2 separate regions of the Triticum aestivum genome follow, and region 2 is linked to region 1. Evidence: chromatin contacts called from public Hi-C data. All regions are on one chromosome and are shown on one strand. The core of a region is the stretch at or near the end of the contact, and the rest is flanking DNA. Distances in the headings are between cores, read along the strand shown. Region 1 has its middle 4.5 kb from the start of LOC123090671. Region 2 has its middle 41 kb from the start of LOC123090671.

Evidence for each region. A called contact is a pair of places that touch in the nucleus more often than the background predicts.
Region 2: a Hi-C map of an unstated tissue shows a contact between it and region 1, with 4 times the contacts expected there. The contact joins two enhancer-like sites. A contact is called at or near these places in 2 of 5 Hi-C or Micro-C datasets (leaf and an unstated tissue).

The regions. Positions count from the first base shown.
Region 1 is chr4B:20,392,017-20,394,716 of IWGSC CS RefSeq v2.1, reverse strand. No RefSeq gene overlaps it. Among protein-coding and RNA genes, the nearest start is that of LOC123090671, 4.5 kb to the right of the region's middle. Within about 2 kb of position 1,351, at least 1 of the 8 cell types and tissues checked has an H3K27ac peak or open chromatin away from gene starts, as enhancers often do.
Region 2 is chr4B:20,428,381-20,431,080 of IWGSC CS RefSeq v2.1, reverse strand. No RefSeq gene overlaps it. Among protein-coding and RNA genes, the nearest start is that of LOC123090671, 41 kb to the right of the region's middle. Within about 2 kb of position 1,445, at least 5 of the 8 cell types and tissues checked have an H3K27ac peak or open chromatin away from gene starts, as enhancers often do.

The sequences.
Region 1 (2,700 bases), core at 102-2,601:
TCCTCTGCTGACCACCATGCGTCCAACCCAGCTGCACACCGTTGCTCGGGACCTCCATCGCCCCATGGCTTCTTTCGCTCCCTTGGTCTTCTCTCCTCCTTTCCTCACTGAACAGCCAGGAACTCCATGCCTCTGTCATCTTAACATTTTTTTCACAACATTATTTGTGTTGCAGAAGTCTTTCCGCAAAAACACCAATGTTGCAAGAAAAGATAAGACAAAAAATATATTCTACAACAACATTTGTGTTGCAGAAGTCGTTCTGCAACAACACCCATGTTGTAAAGACGTTAAGACAAAAAGAAAAATTTATGCAACAAAACCTCTCTCGCAAATATTTCTGCAACATGAGGTCTGTTGCAAAGGGTTCCACGACACTTCATTTGTTGCAATTATGAGGAAAAAGGTTCGCTAGATGGCGCCGGATCAAACAACTCTCAAGGCGGCGGATCTTTTTAGAAGATTCGCCGTCTGACGCGTAGCGTCGCCCTGCCTAAGTGGGTCGCAGAAAATTTTCTGTCCGCCAGTGGAGCGCTCCGGCTCCAGTAATTGCTAAGAGCATCTACACTCGGACTTAGCAAATATTACACCCCAAACGCCCGCGGACGCGACCGGTCTCCATTTTAAACCCCCATTTGTCCATCTATACATCCACACTCCTCATTTTTTTCCTCATATGTCGGGTGAGTTGCACGTGATTGATGAAGACGAAGAGAGAGAAAGAAAATAATGAATAAAGAAAAAAAAGATGGTCCGAAGTGGGACGCGTCCTATATAGCAGACTGACCGGGCGTGTCCGGGAGCCTCATATCCTCCCTATATTTGTCCGAAATATGAGGATTCACGGACAACCTGCACATGAGATGATATGAAGGGTTCGATTGGGACATTCTTTTCTTCTCTCTCTTATCTGGTCACTCACTGGATGCGCTCGCTGACGTTTGAGGAGGATTTGAGGGTGCCGGCTGTAGATGCTCTAATTGCCCCTTGATATCTCATTAGATTAATCTGATATGTTAGATTTCATGGATTTACATAATTAGACGGTGATAATTTTATCGGTGTACGCTTAACGGGGTGTCTTTAAGAAAGAAAAAGGTTGTTATTTTAATAGTTGTATATAGATGTATAGATATAGATAACTGAAAATTATTAGAGAAATGGAGCAGCCAAAGATGCTCCAACAAATGATGAATCCCGGTACAGTTTTTAGATCATCCGCATACTTGGAGCATCACATTTTTCTTTTTTTTCCTTCTTAGCTTTCGCATTAGGCAGGGCGACGGAGTCACGGAGCGCCAGGGCCGCCACGACATAGACGGCGGGCACCACAGCGGTCGAGGTGGACGCAACTTCAGTGACTTCATAAAGCTAAGTCTCACCGTAACTTAGCTCCCTCTATCAGCCATCCATTCTAGATCCAACGGACCTGATTGATCCATATTTCAAATGAATTTTTTTAAAAATATTCAGCAAATTTTGAAAAAATTCCAGCAAATCGCAAATGTTTTGTTTAATATTATGTGAAAATTTCAATCCATTGGGATGTATAGTTTGCGAATACACATTTTTGTACTTAGTTGAGCTCAAAAAGCTATTTAATCACAAACCATACATCCAAATGAGTTGAAACTTTTCAAGGATACAAAACGAAACATGTATGATTTATTGGATTTTTTCAATTTTTTCTAAACACTTTAAATTTTCAATATGAAAAATAGATCAATCTGAAATGTTGGATCTCTAACGAACGACTGATAATGAAGGCTAAGTTACGGTGAGACATGACTTCGTAAAGTCACTGAAGCTGCGCCCGGTCGAGGTACTGAGAACCGTCACCGGGGGCAGTCGGGTGCGGTGGTAGAGACGGCGGCCGTGGGCTTGCACCTGTCCTGTTTTTCTTGCCCGACGAGACGACGCGCCGGAAATCTGTCTGGCCTGAAATTGTACACTAGTGGCCGATGTAAGGCCACCTCCACCGCGCGACCCCATCTTGTCCGGGTGCGTCCGTTTTGGGGTAGAACGGACGAATAGCTAGCGCGGCCCAACGCGTGGCTCCAAACGGACAAATGTCCGGATTCCGTCCGTTTTCGACCCATCCCCGGCCCAAACTTGCTCCGAGTTTGGGGTGAAACGGACATCGCGCGGACGGGCTCGCCGCACGCCCTTGTCCCCCCGTGGCCCGCCTGTCGGGGATACTAGCAGTCCCTTCGCTTCCAACGCTTCCACCCCCTCTCCCCGCCCCGCCCCGCCGCCGGCGCCGCCACTATTCTCGGGCCGCCTCCTCAGTGCGCACCCCCCGGCCGTCCATACCAAACCACGTCTCGACATGGCTGCCACCACGCCCGCGCTTTCGTCGTAGTTTTGGCCGTCGATCGGAGGAGGTTTGGCCGTCGCCGTCGCAGCCGGTGGCAGAGGGGATATGACCGCCGACGACGTACCACGGCGGCCACGTCAGCTTCCGACGAGTGCTCTAGAGCGGCCAGTAGCCGGCCGCCAACCACCCCTGCTGTATCAAGGTGATCATCGCAGCCTCTTTGCCACCACAACCGCAAGATGTTCGACACTTTGCCCACAAAGGTATGGACATTGGAGATGAATTTTTCTTCCACCACTTCATTTGTTCATCGGACGATCCACCGTCGGATGATGAAGATCTTGTGGTGGCTGCACTGGTCGTTCACGACCACATCAACGGCA
Region 2 (2,700 bases), core at 196-2,695, 36 kb before region 1:
CAGCTCTCCTCCTTGTCGCAGTCCTTTTGCAGCGTTCCCACGACGAAGTACAAGTGTACAACAGCCGGCCGGCCACGTGCGCAATCATTCCATTCGGCCGTAGATGATGCGTCCAGTGCCCGCCCGCCGTCTCGTTGGACGCCGCCCTCCCGGACGAGCTCCGGCTGAACCGCTCGCCCTGAATGAGGATGGCGTCTACCTCCTCCTTGGTGCAGCTCGACGTGCGCACTTGGCCACCACCACTGCCGACCTCGCCTCCTCCTTCTCCTCCTCCTCCCGCCCGCCCCCGCCTTATTAGCCTTCATGACGATCGGTGCCGCCTTCTTGCCAATGTTGTGTCGGACCATGGTTCTGTCGAACCTACGCTCAACATCATTGATCTCTGAACACTGTTCATGAGGATTTGTGCACTGTTGATTAAAAAAATGCATGGCGGGAACTGTTTGCATGTTGGTGCAAACTGTTGGACGGAGTTGGCATGCATGACGCGAGTAGTTTACTCTAGATTATTATGAGCCATGCATTGCTAAGCAAGTCTAGTCTTATACAATAGACAATAAAATACTCAGGTTGCATTGGGCACAGCAATGTTGTCTTCATGCACAGACACTGTTCAATGGGCACGGCAAATACACTAGTTCGTATCATGAAACATGCTAAGCAATTACCAAAAAAAGAAAAAAAGAAAATAAACATCCTACATGCATTTGTTTCGCATTCAAGATTAAGAAACTGTCACATTGGTTTTCATGCCAGATAAATTTCACAAAAATGTTCTAAATATTTGGTGTCTACCTTGGATTTTGTATCGTTGATGTTTTTCTTTACTTTACGTGAACTGACATGTCCCTGTCATAATTCCGGTTTCAAAAATAAATGGCGCACTGCCTCAGACTTTCTTTAAATGTTGGCATATTTTTACATGCAGACATGCAGTTCTGACACTGCTTCAGATTTTCTTTTTGCTGAATAATCAAAATTTGGCCTCACTTTTGTAAGAAAGAAGCTGAACCCACTTAATATACGGCAAAGTACAGTCTATTCTTGCTTTTGCGAATGCCTTTCAAAGGATAACTGTTCCTAAACTCGACTAGCACACGGCAGAAATATTTTTCTTTAAAAATGTTTACCATGACAAGTCACACCTTTTCTGGTACTACAACCCAGGCAAAAAAAAGTGTTAGACAATTAATATATCTGACATGCCATCATATTGTCCCAAAGTTTTTAAAATTATTATTTTTTTTCTTAAAATATTACACTGAAAAGTGATGAACAGTGCAACCACAGTCAATAGACCAATGTTTTTTTATTCATTGAGGCGCTACAGTGCTCGTGCCAGCCCATCAGCACAAAAGAAAAACTAGCACGCGCCTAGGTGACAGGGGGACTGATGGGCGCCGGCGCACGGGCCTATAGTTTCGGCCGGTCGCGCGTAGGTCGTCCGATTCGATTAGTTTAATCCGTTCGATCGTCTGGCACGTCGTTCCTTTGCTTCAACCATGGAGTACGCTGGTGGCCCATCTGCATGCCCGAAAGTCGCTTGTCTCATGCGCCGTGGGTGTTGCATGCAGTCACGTGGGTGGAGCCCATCCAAATAATGATTGTGACTTCTCTCTGCTATGTGCACACAATAGTTTCAATCAAAAATGTACATAGAAAATCTGCACTTGTTGTTAAACTGTATTTGTATGTAGCATTGCAGTAAAAATTCACAACAAAAATCAAAAATACAAATAAAAAACCATATGTTTTGTAGCATAATTTCTGTACTTTTACAACGAAAAAAGAACATATGTAGCATTCTGCAAACAAAGCTCACAACAAAAAACAAAAAACCTATGGAAGCAAAATTGTTATATTTTTTTCTACATATTTTCCAGTATAAATTTACAACTAAAAAAGCACTCATGTAGCAGTTCGGTGGCCATTGCAGCTTTCATGGAAGCGCGAACCTCCAGGAAGCTTTTTTCTATCGCCGGTTGAAGCCTTTTTGGTATATAATTGAAGCTTTTTTTGTCAACGGTTGTAGCTTTTTCTATTGCACAGTGTCCTGGTTGAATCTTTTGCATCTACCGTTGAAGCTTTTTCTGTCAAAGGTTGAAGCTTTTTTTCGTTGCACAGTATCCTGGTTGAAGCTTTTGCATCTACGGTTGAACCTTTTTCTGTCAACGTTTCCAGCATTTTTCCTTTTTCAGTGTCTCGTTGAAGCATTTCTGTCAATGGTTGCAGCACTGAGTGGCCCCTAGATTCCGCTATCTTCAATTGAAACTTATTAATGATTAGTTGTGGTTGTAGCTTTGCGGGTTGCAAAAAACTGGCTGCAGCACCATGCAGCAAAAAGATAATGCTGATTACAGCGAAAGATCACCACCGGTTCCAGTAAAAGATCTTTGTGGTTGTTGCGTCGGTGGGGAAGTAATTTTAGATGTGTGGGGACTGAAAAGGTAATGTGAGAGGCAAAAGCGATAAGGCCAGAGGAAAAGTAAGGAGAGAAAAAAACGTAAGAAGAGATCAGAAAATCGCTTGAGGCCCACAGGACGCATGTGCGTGTTCCCACGTGATATAGAGCAAGCGAGCGAGCGAGGGGCGACCAGCCGAGCGCTCGGCCGGTCGTCCGGCGGGAAACATTTCCCTTATAATAAGCAAAGAGCTTAAGGTGGGTCTGGAGTTGTTTAAAGCTTAACCATAATTTTTGAA